Regions from separate parts of the Sus scrofa genome. Here region 1 is linked to region 2. The links are chromatin contacts, called in public HiChIP or PLAC-seq maps. All regions are on one chromosome and are shown on one strand. Each heading gives the region's core, a stretch centred on a gene start, on an enhancer-like site or on the middle of the called end of the contact. The rest is flanking DNA. Distances are from core to core; before and after follow the strand shown. Region 1 holds the start of CHP1 (calcineurin B homologous protein 1). Region 2 holds the start of NUSAP1 (nucleolar and spindle-associated protein 1).

What was found. HiChIP or PLAC-seq counts read pairs in DNA pulled down with a chosen protein or histone mark.
Region 1: an H3K27ac HiChIP or PLAC-seq map of alveolar macrophages shows a contact between it and region 2. The contact joins the promoter of CHP1 here to the promoter of NUSAP1 in region 2. A contact is called at or near these places in 1 of 5 promoter capture datasets (liver), 13 of 47 Hi-C or Micro-C datasets (alveolar macrophages, blood, embryonic fibroblasts and 6 more) and 2 of 2 datasets of contacts at active chromatin or transcription factors (alveolar macrophages and skeletal muscle).

What each region holds. Positions count from the first base shown.
Region 1 is chr1:130,109,443-130,115,676 of Sscrofa11.1, reverse strand. CHP1 (calcineurin B homologous protein 1) reads left to right here and starts at 3,216. Exons shown (of 7, transcript XM_013993169.2): 1 at 3,216-3,525. The coding sequence starts at 3,459. EXD1 (piRNA biogenesis protein EXD1) reads right to left here and starts at 3,216. Exons shown (of 11, transcript XM_021097534.1): 1 at 2,548-3,216; 2 at 1-11.
Region 2 is chr1:130,062,706-130,068,696 of Sscrofa11.1, reverse strand. It overlaps NUSAP1 (nucleolar and spindle-associated protein 1), which reads left to right and starts at 3,056. Exons shown (of 12, transcript XM_021097458.1): 1 at 3,056-3,204.

The DNA.
Region 1 (6,234 bases), core at 1,967-4,466, 47 kb before region 2:
GTATCCAAACACTTGAAAATAAAAGAGATCCATTATTTAAAAAAAATAGTGTGGGAAGAACAGAGTTATTTTTCCTTTGCACATAACTGGAAGGGACAAGAAGAATAAAAATACTAGAGTAATTCAAACCTGTTCATCTTTTTAGAGTGATAATGAGAAAAGGATCATTTTAAGTACCAATTCTAATTTATACATGGGAAACTGAAAATTATAAAACTTTGGCTTGGACTTCTTTGTCTATAAAATGGCTTAATAGCACTTTTCATTCCTTAGCTAAATGGGATAAGAAGAACATTTAGATGGTTTTTAATAGCACATACATACATCTCTTAACATCAACCAAAAAAAGTACAAGAACAAATGAAAAAAACTGATATCGGCAAATATTTGCCACCACACGTTGTGATGAATTGTTTACCTAGATATGTCTGGGACCTAGCCTCTTCTGAATGTAGCCTCTTCCAGATTAGTCACACTTCCAGAGTCTGACATTTGGTTACCAAAGAATAAATGACTTAAAACTATCATAATTTACACATTACCAATCCAGCTGTCATGTCACTGTGAGGGCCATTCCACCACACTGTAGCTAGAGCTCAGGGCTTGGGCTGCTGTAATATCACCAACCAGGCTGTGCAGCCTAACAGATTAAACTGCCCCATGCCACACTGGTTCTGTAAAACTCAATTTTTTTTTAAAATGATACATGCTCATTACAAAAATAACAATGCAGAAATGTACAAAGAAAAAACTGACCTCCTGGAAATAACTATCACTCATTGAAGATACTCTTACATTTGTTTGTTTGTTTGTTTTAGTTTCGGGTGTTTTTTTTGCTTTTTTTGGTGGGGGCACACGTGTGGAAGTTCCCAGCTAGGGGTTGAATAGGAGCTGCAGCTGCTGGCCTACGCCATAGCCACATCATCATCAGCCTACGCAGGATCCAAGCGACGTCTTCAACTTACACCACAGCTCACGGCAACGCCATATCCTTAACCCAGTGAGTGAGGCCAAGGCTTAGACCCAAATCTTAATGGATACTACTTGGGTTTGTTACTGCTGAGCCGCAATGGGAACTCCTACTCTTATGTTCCTTAGTGTAATACTGTAATTTAAAAGATGAATCCTTTTTTTTAAAAAAAGTATCTTTTAGAACAATCCTGTTATTTGGATGTCTTTGCATTTAGAACCCCAGCTAAATGTTTAAATTTACATTGGTTTAAATTTAAAAGTGGCTTGCCTTTGCCACACTAGGAACAGTCAACCAGTGAATTTTCCATTTACTTTAGCTATAAAACATTGACCAAATAACTAAGGCCCAGTTCAACTAGGAAGAAGATGAGAATGGTTTAAATTTAAAAGTGGCTTGCTTTTGCCACACTAGGCATAGACAACAAGTGAATTTTGCAACTTATTTAACTATAAAACATTGACTAAATAAGGCCCAATTCAACTAGAAAGAAGATGAGAAGTTATCATTTTTAACCAGAAAAACACATTTTAAAATTTAAGGTCTAGCAAGTGCTTTCACAAAAATTATTTAATGCCTCAATAATTACCTAATTTACAGATGTAGGACTGACGCTTAAAGATGTAAGACACCTGCCCAAAGTCACAGAGCTAGAACTTGAAACTTGAACTAAAACCCCTACGAGATCCCTGGTGTTATGCATTCAGAGACAGCATAAAACAAGTCACCAGAGCACCTGGAAAGACCATTCTTCTTTGCTCACTAATCCAACAGGCAAAGGGGAATTTTTACAGAAATAACAGCGAACCTAAAACTGGAAATACCAGCCCTTCATAGAGATAATCATCTGTATTTTTAAAAACATAAGAAACAAGTTTGTGAAATGCTTGGACAATAAGGAAATTTAAGAAATGTTAAAGTAAATCAGAAAAACAACACAAAGCAAAGAAAGCCTTGAGGACAGCTGCAAAAGGTAAGATTCAAAATTTGGAAGAACAAGTAAGGTCAGGATCCAGAGACAGGCTTCAAGGCAGACTCAGAAAATGGACACATGTCGCTGACATCAAACTTTTTCTACCATACTCATACTCGCAGGATAAAAGGAAGCTCCTGTGGTCTAGACGAGCATATCCAAAATGCTACATTCTGTGTATGACGGCAGACATTATTAGGACAAAACAGAGTAAGTCAATCACGAAAACAAACTCAGTAAGACTATAAACTTGATCTCATGCCAATCTATCAAAGCCTTAGGTAAAGCTTAAAAACTAGTAATCTAAGTTGACTTGGGCAGCTCGCTAAAATAGCCTTCTAGTACTTAGGTACTAAGTGACAGAGGTCAAAATTTGGTTCTTCCATAATTCAAATCTGTTCTGTAATAAGCCCAACAATCGAGTGAAGGGGTGTAAAGGCACTGAAGCCACAGTTAAAGATCTGGTTCACCTGGCAGGGTGTACTAATTTAACAAGTGGCTTTAAGCGTTTTCAGGAAAACAAAAATATGCCATGAGAACAAAATGCAAAATCCCTCATCTTTAAGGCAAAATAAGAAACTTAAAAACAAACTGCGGGCCATACACTAGAAATTCTCTCCTCCACCGTTAGATTTTTTTTTCTCCGACGGAAGTTTAGGAAATCTGGTCCCTATTTCAGCCAAATGGTGAGTTCCTCGCGCTTCAGTCTTGAACTAACAAAAGAGGGACTGCTGTTAAGGAAGAACTCTCGGGAAGTTCCAAGCCCGCGGTGGCTGTTACCAAAGGACAGTCCAGAAAAAAACAAATTACAGAAAAGTACGCAGCGCAGGACACCGACGCAGCGGAGCGGACGCCAACCGGCCTGAACAGAAGGTCCCGGCTGTTTCCCAAGGAGCCAATCAGCGCGCGGCCCCGAAGCTGGCACCCGAGCGCCCCCCAGGCAGGAAAAATGAGATGCAACTCCCAGCATGCAGTTCCCAGGAGACACGCCCTGGCTTTCACCCAAGCGACGTTTTGTCTATTTTGATTGTTTCTCTCCGCGATCCATGCCAGTTGTAGGGTGGGGTTTCTAGAATTAGAGTTCTGTGATAAAGGGGTTGGCTACGCTGTATGTCACAGGTCTGCGTGTTGTAAAACGGTGGGTCAAGGCGTTGCCCTTTTAATTGCGGTCTCTAAGGCCAGAGTGGCATTGCCCATTTAAGGCCGGTGGCATCATGGTTCCGGGGGCGTGGTCCGTTTTGAGCTAGACCTGGCCTGGCGCTGGGCTGATTCATTCGGGGGCTGGAGCTAGGAACGTCGACGTCGGCTCCTGAGCCGGGCGCAGTCTCACTCCCAATTGGCTGGGCCTCTGGGCCGCCCTTCTCCGCGCGCCACCCCTGGGTTCCCTTCCCGGCCCTCAGTAGAAATACTGCCCTCTCCGTTTTTGACCCCGGTCCTTCCTCCCCTTCTTCCCTCTCTCCTGCAGCCGCTGTCGCTTCAGGCGCCCCTGCTCCCGGAGGAGCTCCCGGCTTAGTGATGGGGTCCCGGGCCTCCACGTTACTGCGGGACGAAGAGCTCGAGGAGATCAAGAAGGAGACTGGCTGTGAGTTCGGGTAGGGGGTGGCAACGCGGCCGGGCGCCGCCGGTTGGCCTCAGGAGGGAGGGTAACTGTAGCTGAAGTCTGAAGCTGGGGTGCCGGGAGGTTGTGGGGTTCCTGGGAAGTTTCCAGCGCTAGAGCTTCGGGGATGATGGAGAACCAGTTCTTACAGCTACAGCTACCCAGAGTGGGGCTCTGGCTCCTGTGGGGTTGTCCTGCTCAAAGTAATCCCGCTCTTTTCTCCTCTTGCACTTGAAAGTCTCCGAATTTTTTATCTTTCTGGAACAACCTCAAATTTCTGAAGGAATCCTGTAGAAAACATTCTGTCCGTTTCTGTGACGTTTCTGGGCAGGGTGTTACAGCTACTGACAACGGTGGGAAATCAAACAAATTATTGCCTCAGCTAGAAAAATAAATACAGAAAGTGAGATCGTATAGTAAGGCTTTGGAAGACATGACCTGCTGATGGGAGACCTTAAAGAGTCAGGGATCTGAGAGTGAGACTTCTTTCATTTTGAACTTGTGGAGAGAAAGTACGGATTCTGTGACTACCAGTTTTTTAAATTTACACTGAGGATGTTTGCTGTCCTGATTTCAGATATATTGATTTCTATTATGCTGGTTTACTTTATGCAGTCGCCATAGAAACTGGATGTGCTCCAAAAATCTCAGTGTGAATTTGTTTTAGGAACTGACTTTAATAATCCAGTCTCTTCCTCATTAACCAGAAAGGGGTAACATGGCTTTGGGATTTCAGAATCCCAGAAAACATCATATATTTGTGTAGCTGGCCCTCGATAATGCGTATGATATTTTCTCTTCTCACTAATCCATTATGACTCATGTATTTTACATGATTTGTGGAAGCATCTGGGTTCTGAGTTTTAGGATACCTGTCTTTGATAATGAGATGACAAGTAAGTCACCGAATGGTCCATTTGCAGATAATAGTGAGTGCTTGGGTAACTTCAGAATTACTCAGGCAGTGGTGGCCTGAGATAAATTAAATGCTGTTTAACTTTCTAGAATCTTCAAGTTGGAAGGGATGTTATTTATCTAGTCTCATCCCTTCTCAGATTGGTTTACTGCTTTCAGCATCTCCAAACTCATGGTCATTAAGTCTCTCCATAATGACTTTAAGGATGGTGAGCTCACCACCTTCCAATGTAGTTCTTTTTATTATATTTATTTTATTTTTTAGGGCCAAACCTGCGGCATATGGAAGTTCCCAGTCTAGAGGTCAAATTGGAGCTTCAACTGCTGGCCTATGCCACAGCCATAGCCACAAGGGATCTGAGCCACGTTTTCTACCTACACCACAGCTCACAGCAACACTGGATCCTTAACCCACCAAGTGAGGCCGGGGATCAAACTCATATCGTCTTGGATACTAGTCAGGCTCATTACTCCTGAGCCATAATGGGAACTCCACCTTCCAAAGTAGTCCTTTTTATGATTTTGAACAAATGACAGAAAATAGTTAGCTGTTTATAATGTGCAGTATGTTTGGCCACTTGACCTTATGGTCATTTTATGACTTACTCTGACTCCAAGAGTGGAAATATGGGCAAGAATTTTAACACTTTGTGGCTGTGACCTCTGGCCACACTTGTAAATATAAGAACTACTTTATTTTATTTCATTTATTTATTTATTTTAGGGCCACACCTGTAGCATATGGAAGTTCCCAGGCTAGGGGTCAAATTGGAGGTACAGCTGCCAGCCTATGCCACAGCCACAGCAACTCGGGATCCGAGGCTTGTCTGTGACCTTCACCACAGCTCATAGCAATGTTGGGTCCCTGACCCAATAAGTAAGGCCAGGGATAGAACCTGCATCCTTATGGATACTTGTCGGATTCATTTCTGCTGTACCACAACGATAAATCCTGTGAGAACTACTTTCTTAGGTGACACCAGAGTTAAAGTGTTTGTGCTTAAAATAAAAGTCATATAATGAGGGAGTGTGCATCAGAGTGAAGGTGGAAAAAGCAATTTTTGTCTTAAGATGAAGGGAGCAGTAATCCCATTCTGGTTTTATTACATTTTAACAAATGAAAGGGGCCTCTGTTCCTATAGAACTCTGTCTGGGTTATTTTCCTATGTGACTTGTGAGAACTGAGTACTCCTGCAGTTATTTTCCTAGCTGCTGAAAAGTAAATCAAGCTGAGGGAATTATCACCCACAGCCAGTGTAAAAGTACGAATTAAGTCAGAAAGCCTAATGAAACAACTACTTATTGAATTTTTGCAGTGTCTTAGTTCAGTACCATGCTGGGTATTCAAAGCAGATGGTGACATAAGATGCCCACAACCTGGTTGTGGAGATAAGCCCACAGGGTTAGGTACCTGAAATTGTGTGGTACCCACATTCAGAATTCAGGGAAGAGTTCTTGTGAGGTGGCCTGAGGAGGACTGGAATTGGGCCTTAATACATGCATGATTTGATTATGTTTGGATAAATTAACCTAGGGCATTTCGAGTGGCTTCTACCCTTGTCCTCCCCTGGCCTGGTACACCGTTATTCCTCTGCTCTGGAAGTTGAGCCACCAGTGTATCCAGTTAGTGCTCATCAGCATAGTTGATTCTTAAAGCAGTAATCTTAAGAGTTCCTGTTGTGACTCAGTGGGCTAGGGACCCGACATAGCCTCTCTGAGGTTGTGGGTTTGATCCCTGGCCTTGCTCAGTGGATTAAGGATCTGGCCTTGCAGCAAAGA
Region 2 (5,991 bases), core at 1,807-4,306:
AGCTGAAGGTGGAAGCAACCTAAGTCCATCAACACATTATTAATGGAAAAACAAAATGTGATGTATACATAGTCATATATCATTCAGCCTGAAAATGGAAGGAAATTTTGATGCATGCTATGGCATGGATGAACCTTAAGAACATTATGCTAAGTAAAATAAGCCAGTCACAAAAGGGCAAATATTTTATTTTATTTATTTATTTTTGTCTTTTTGCCTCTTTCAGGGCTGCTTCTCGGGGCATATGGAGGTTCCCAGGCTAGGGGTCCAATCGGAGCTGTAGCCACTGCCCTACGCCAGAGCCACAGCAACAAGGGATCCGAGCCGCGTCTGCAACCCACACCACAGCTCATGGCAACGGATCCTTAACCCACTGAGCAAGGGCAGGGATCGAACCCGCAACCTCATGGTTCCTAGTCGGATTTGTTAACCACTGCGCCACGATGGGAACTCCAAAGGGCAAATATTTTATGATTCCAGGGCCTAGAGGAATGGGAGATTGATGAGTGACAACCAAGGGGTATACAGGTTTTTTTTTTTTTTGGTATTAATGACAATGTTATAAAATATGTTGATGGATACACAATTTTGTGAATATACTAAAACCACCAAATGGTACATTTCAAATGGGTTATCTCAATAAACTTTTTAAAAGATTAGTGTCAGACTTAATGAAAACCTTCCATGCCATACCATTGGCTTTACTGTCAGTCCTTTTCAACATCCAAAAACAGGAGTTCCCGTCGTGGCGCAGTGGTTAATGAGTCCGACTAAGAACCATGAGGTTGTGGGTTCGATCCCTGGCCTTGCTCAGTGGGCCCGACGATCCGGCGTTGCCGTGAGCTGTGGTGTAGGTTGCAGACTCGCTCGGATCTGGCGTTGCTGTGGCTGTGGTGTAGGCCAGCAGCTGTAGCTCTGATTTGACCCCTAGCCTGGGAACCTCCATATGCCACAGAGCGGCCCTAGAAAAGACCAAAAAAAAAAAAAAAAAAAAAAAAATCCAAAAACAAAGCATAAAAATAGTGTTTATTAATATTTTAAAGTAACATAAAGCCATAAAAGTAGTTAATATAGTCCCTCCATGGGAGACTAGAGACTAAATTACCTTAATAGTAATTTAATAGTGTGTTCAACAATAGCTAACATTTATGTGGCATTTATTATAGGCAAGGCACTGTTTTGTGTGCTTGTAGTTGTTAACTCTAATCCTCACAGTAGCCTTAAGAGGCAAGTACAATTAATGTCACCATTTTACAGGTGAGAATATTAAGGCCCAGAGAGGCTAAATGATCCCCCACTCCCCACAAGATCAGACTCACACAGCTAGTTAGTGGTAGAGCCTGGATTCAAGCCCAGGAATTCTGTTTGCAGAGTCCATGCTCTTAACCATTTCACTCTCCAACAACCTATATTTTTAACAAAGATAAATGTAGGAGTTCCCGTCACGGCACAGTGGAAACAAATCCGACTAGGAACCATGAGGTTGCAGATTTGATCCCTGGCTCTGCTGGTGGGTTAAGGATCCGGCGTTGCTGTGAGCTGTGGTGTAGGTCGAAGATGCAGCTCAGATCTAGTGTTGCTGTGGCTCTGGTGTAGGACGGCAGCAACAGCTCCAAATAGACCCCTAGCCTGGGAACCTCCATATGCCGAGGGCGATGGAGACAAAAAGACAAATAAAACCCCCAAAAAAACCCAAACAAAAACAAAGATAAATGTAAATTCCTGTATTTAGGGCAAAAAGAGAGATGGCAAGTAAGAGAGACATATTTTAAGATATCAAAAGTTTGAAGACCATCGCCTTTTAGAAGGACATTGCCGAAATGACATATTCCCAAGAAACAAAAAGGTGAAAGCTTTAAGGTAACTTACTATAGGGTGAGTATAGGAACCGGGGCTTTGGTCTAGAGAAAAAAAAAGTAAAGTAGCTATATTAAAATATTTAGTATCTGTGGTATTCAGATAGCTAAAGACCTGTAATTGAATGGCTCTATATTATTTTTTCTAGAGGACATAATTAGGTGGTTTAACTTGGAATTTGAGAGCATAGACTTTGGAAACAGTTTGAGTGGATTCAGATCCTGGAACTGAATCTGTGGGAACTGCTGCCATAAGGAATCTCTGCTTCTAAGAAGCTGCTCAGGTGACACTCTTGAAGGTGTTTGAGGACCTATACCGCCCACCGCTGGTCGCTCACCAGAAGAGGCGCTCCCAATGACACTCCTGCCTCTCCTGGGAGAATCACGAAGGGAGAATCTCAAAAGCCCTGCAGCTGGGTTTAAGAAGAAACAAAAGTGTCAGTTATTAACAGTTTGACATTCTACAGAATGGCGCTCAAAGAAAAGTGGCGAATCTGCTCTCCTGTATTAACCAGAGCTGTAAACAGCAGTTTGACATTTGGGCTCTTTGAGTCAAAATGGGTCAAAGTCAAGAGACAAACTGGAGCTATTAAACTGTTTACCTAGTGTATTAAAAACTCTTGGATCTGAGAAGGAAATTATTAGTAGCATAGTTTAAGGGTGGCTTAAAATAGTCATGCGGGAGTTCCTGTCCTGGCTCAGTGGTTAAGGACTAGTATCCATGAGGACATGGGTTCGATCCCTGACCCCATTCAGTGAGTTAAGGATCTGGCATTGCCATGAACTGTGGTGTAGCTGCAGACGCGGCTCGGATCCCCGTAGCTGTTGCTGTGGTGTAGGCCAGCAACTGCAGCTTCAATTCGACCCCTAGCTGGGAACCTCCACATGCCTCCACATAAGGGTGTGGCCCAAGAAAGACAAATGACAAATAAACTTAAGAAAAAAAAGTCATGGGGCCTACCCAGACTGCCTTACCACGACGTGACACTGCTTCTACGCGGAAATAATTTTACATTCCTAACAAATGAATTACGAAAGGTATTCCCCCGCCATTACTACTCTCAGACCAAACGTTACTAGAGGGACGAAAACAGTGGGTCAAGAGCTATTGATTGACGTACATTCCAACCAATCTACAACGGAAGAAGAGTGCGCCTGCGTGAGGCGTAACTCAACCCGTACTTAGCGTCAGCGGAAGAGGCGGGGCAAGTGGAGACGGCCACCGCAGGGTTGGCGGACTTGAGAAGGAGCAAAGATGGCGGAGTGAGGCACGTCGCAGCTCGCTGGCCTTTGGGCCGGGGGGCGGGCGGCCCCCGGGCGCTCGAGTGCTTCTTCTGGCCAGTGCGAGGTAAGCCTAGAAGGCTAGCGACGGAGGAATGAGCAGAAAGTGGCGCGGCCTATCCCTTTCGAGAGACGGAGCGCATGGAGTTTAGTCGCGCGGGCGCAGGCCTCGGCCGGGCGAGGTTTACCTCCGAGCTGCCCCAGGGCAGCCGCCCCTGCTTTTGGCGGTGTGTTACACACGCTTGAGTCCCCGACCCGCCACTGACCTCTGTACCTTGCCTTGGCTGAGTTGGTACTTTCCGCTTGTTACCCAGCGATTGCACCTACGCGAGTGTGTATCTGGCATTCTCTGCGTCTGCCATCCGCTTATCTTTTGAAGAGTAGCTTTGTTTTATTGATTTATTTATGCTTCTCGCCTGTTTGGCTTAAGGTTCGGGTATCAATTGAGGCTTCTTGCGGCTCTGAGTATTTTGTGTTCCTGGCCTGTTGACCTTGAGATTTGGGTAATAGGTCACCCACCTCCATCCCGGGATTTTAGTTTGACTCTGTGTATCACGCACTTTCTCGTGCTTATCTTTATTATATCCATGCGTTCCCACTTCCACCTCTCAAACTTTGTTAAGATCGGTGTAAGCAGCTTTGTCCTTGTATGACCTGATAGTTACCTAATGGCGCTTTAATCTCGGATGATTCTAGGTTGAATTCACCGTTGTTTTTCACACAAAGGAGTCATTGTACAATTTTTATTTAGAATGAAAGAGTTTAGGGAATTATGAGAAAGCAATTTGCGGAATGTGGTGGGGTTACAAAGTATAATACTGTCAGGCGTTTGTATTCGGTTCTTGTTTAATTTTATGGAATATCTCTTTGTTTTGTTTGTTTTTGTTTTTTGCCTTTTTTACCTTTTCTGGGGCCGCTCCCGCGGCATGTGGAGGTTCCCAGGCTAGGGGTCCAATCGGAGCTGTAAGCCACTGGCCTACGCAAGAGCCACAGCAACGCGGGATCCGAGCCGCGTCTGCGACCTACACCACAGCTCACGGTAACGCCAGATCCTTAACTCACTGAGCGAGGCCAGGGATGGAACCCGAAACCTCATGGTTCCTAGTCGGATTCCTTAACCACTGACCTTAACCACTGAGCCACGACGGGAACTCCCTGGAATATCTCATTTTGTAATTTGGGTTGTTGTAACCTCTCACTCATCCCCCCGTTTAAATTCTGGGGAAAATCCTTGTTTCTGAAGTTGGTGAAGCTTGTTTAAAATTGGCACGTTATTTGGGCCCGGTTAGAATATGTGCTAATACAAATGAATGTATCCGGTATGCCTTTTCCTGGCCCTGTACCTAGCAGAGCTGAAAATACGAGGTTAAAGAAACACTTCTCAATAAGAATTTTCTGTTGCTCTTGTCAGGAGTAATTTTTCATTTCATCTAGGAGAAGAAATAAGGTATGGGGCAGGAAAAAGGAACAGAATATTCTTCCTTTCTACCTTACAAAGAGGAGTGGTTATCTGTACTAAAGCAAAGTCTTTTATGGAAAAAGGTTCTCAAAGAGGACGGTGTTAATTAAAAACTTGAGAACACTGCTCCACGAGTTTGGACATCTTTATAAAATTAATGCCAGTGCAGGTAGAGTAACTTTCTTTTCTTTCCTTCCTTCCTCCCTTCCTCCCTTGCTTTGTCTTTTTAATGCCACATCTGCATCATATGGAAATTCCCAGGCTAGGGGTGGAGTTGGAGCTGTAGCTGCCAACCTACACCACAACTACACCAACTCGGGGCAACCCGAGTGAGCCACAGGTCATGGTGGTGCCGGATCCTTAACCCAATGAGTGAGGCCAGGGATTGAACCTGCATCCTCAGGGATACTAGTTGTGTTTGTAACTCACCCAACCACTGTGGGAACTCTGAGAGTAACTCAGAGTTTGATTATTTGATAGTGATGGTTTAAGAATAATTTGGTTCATTTGAATAATTTTGCACATGAATGCATATAGCTCTAGTGAAGGCTGTATCCTTACTGTAATGTTCTTTTTATTTTTCCTTATCAAAGGCAGAACATTTTTTCTTGACTTTTAGGTGGTTTTATATTCATCTTAGAAAAAACACAAAATTCTGAACTCAGGATTTGGCAAGTGAGTAATAGTGACTAATGTATCCAAATATTTGTTTAAGCAGATTGGAAATACATAGAAGTGGAACAGTAAATCATTAGCTTCAACAGAAAATGAACATCAAAAGTGACCGTAATTTTTTTTTCTTTTTAGGGCTGCACCTGCGCATATGGAAGTTCCCAGGCTAGGGGTCGAATCAGAGCTACAGCTGCCAGCCTACACCACAGTCATAACAACACTGGATCCAAGCCATGTCTGCGACCCACACCCACAGCTCACGGCAACACTAGATCCTTAACCCACTGAGCAAGGCCAGGAATTGAATTGGCATCCTCATGGATACTAGTTGGATTCGTTTCCACTGCGCCACAATGGGAACTCCCCAGATGTTGATATTTTAATATTTACTTTCTAAAGCCTTTTCAGTAGGCCTTTAATATTTCTAGGTATGAGTCTGTTTTTCTGAATTTACCACAGAAGTAAAGTACACTCTTGCTCAAAGAGCAAGAGGTGATAGTGCTTCCATAATTGATAACATTGTCTGCAAGCTAGAGTTCACACCTCCTATATTAATTTCCTGGGGCTGCTATAACAAAATACTGCCAACTGGGTGACTTGGAGATCAGACATCCAAAATCAAGGTGTTGGCACGGCCATGCTGTCCTTTAAGGCACCAGGGAAGGATCTGTTCAGGCCTTTCTTCTAGCTTTTTTTTTTTTTTTTGCTTTGGCTTGTGGCAGC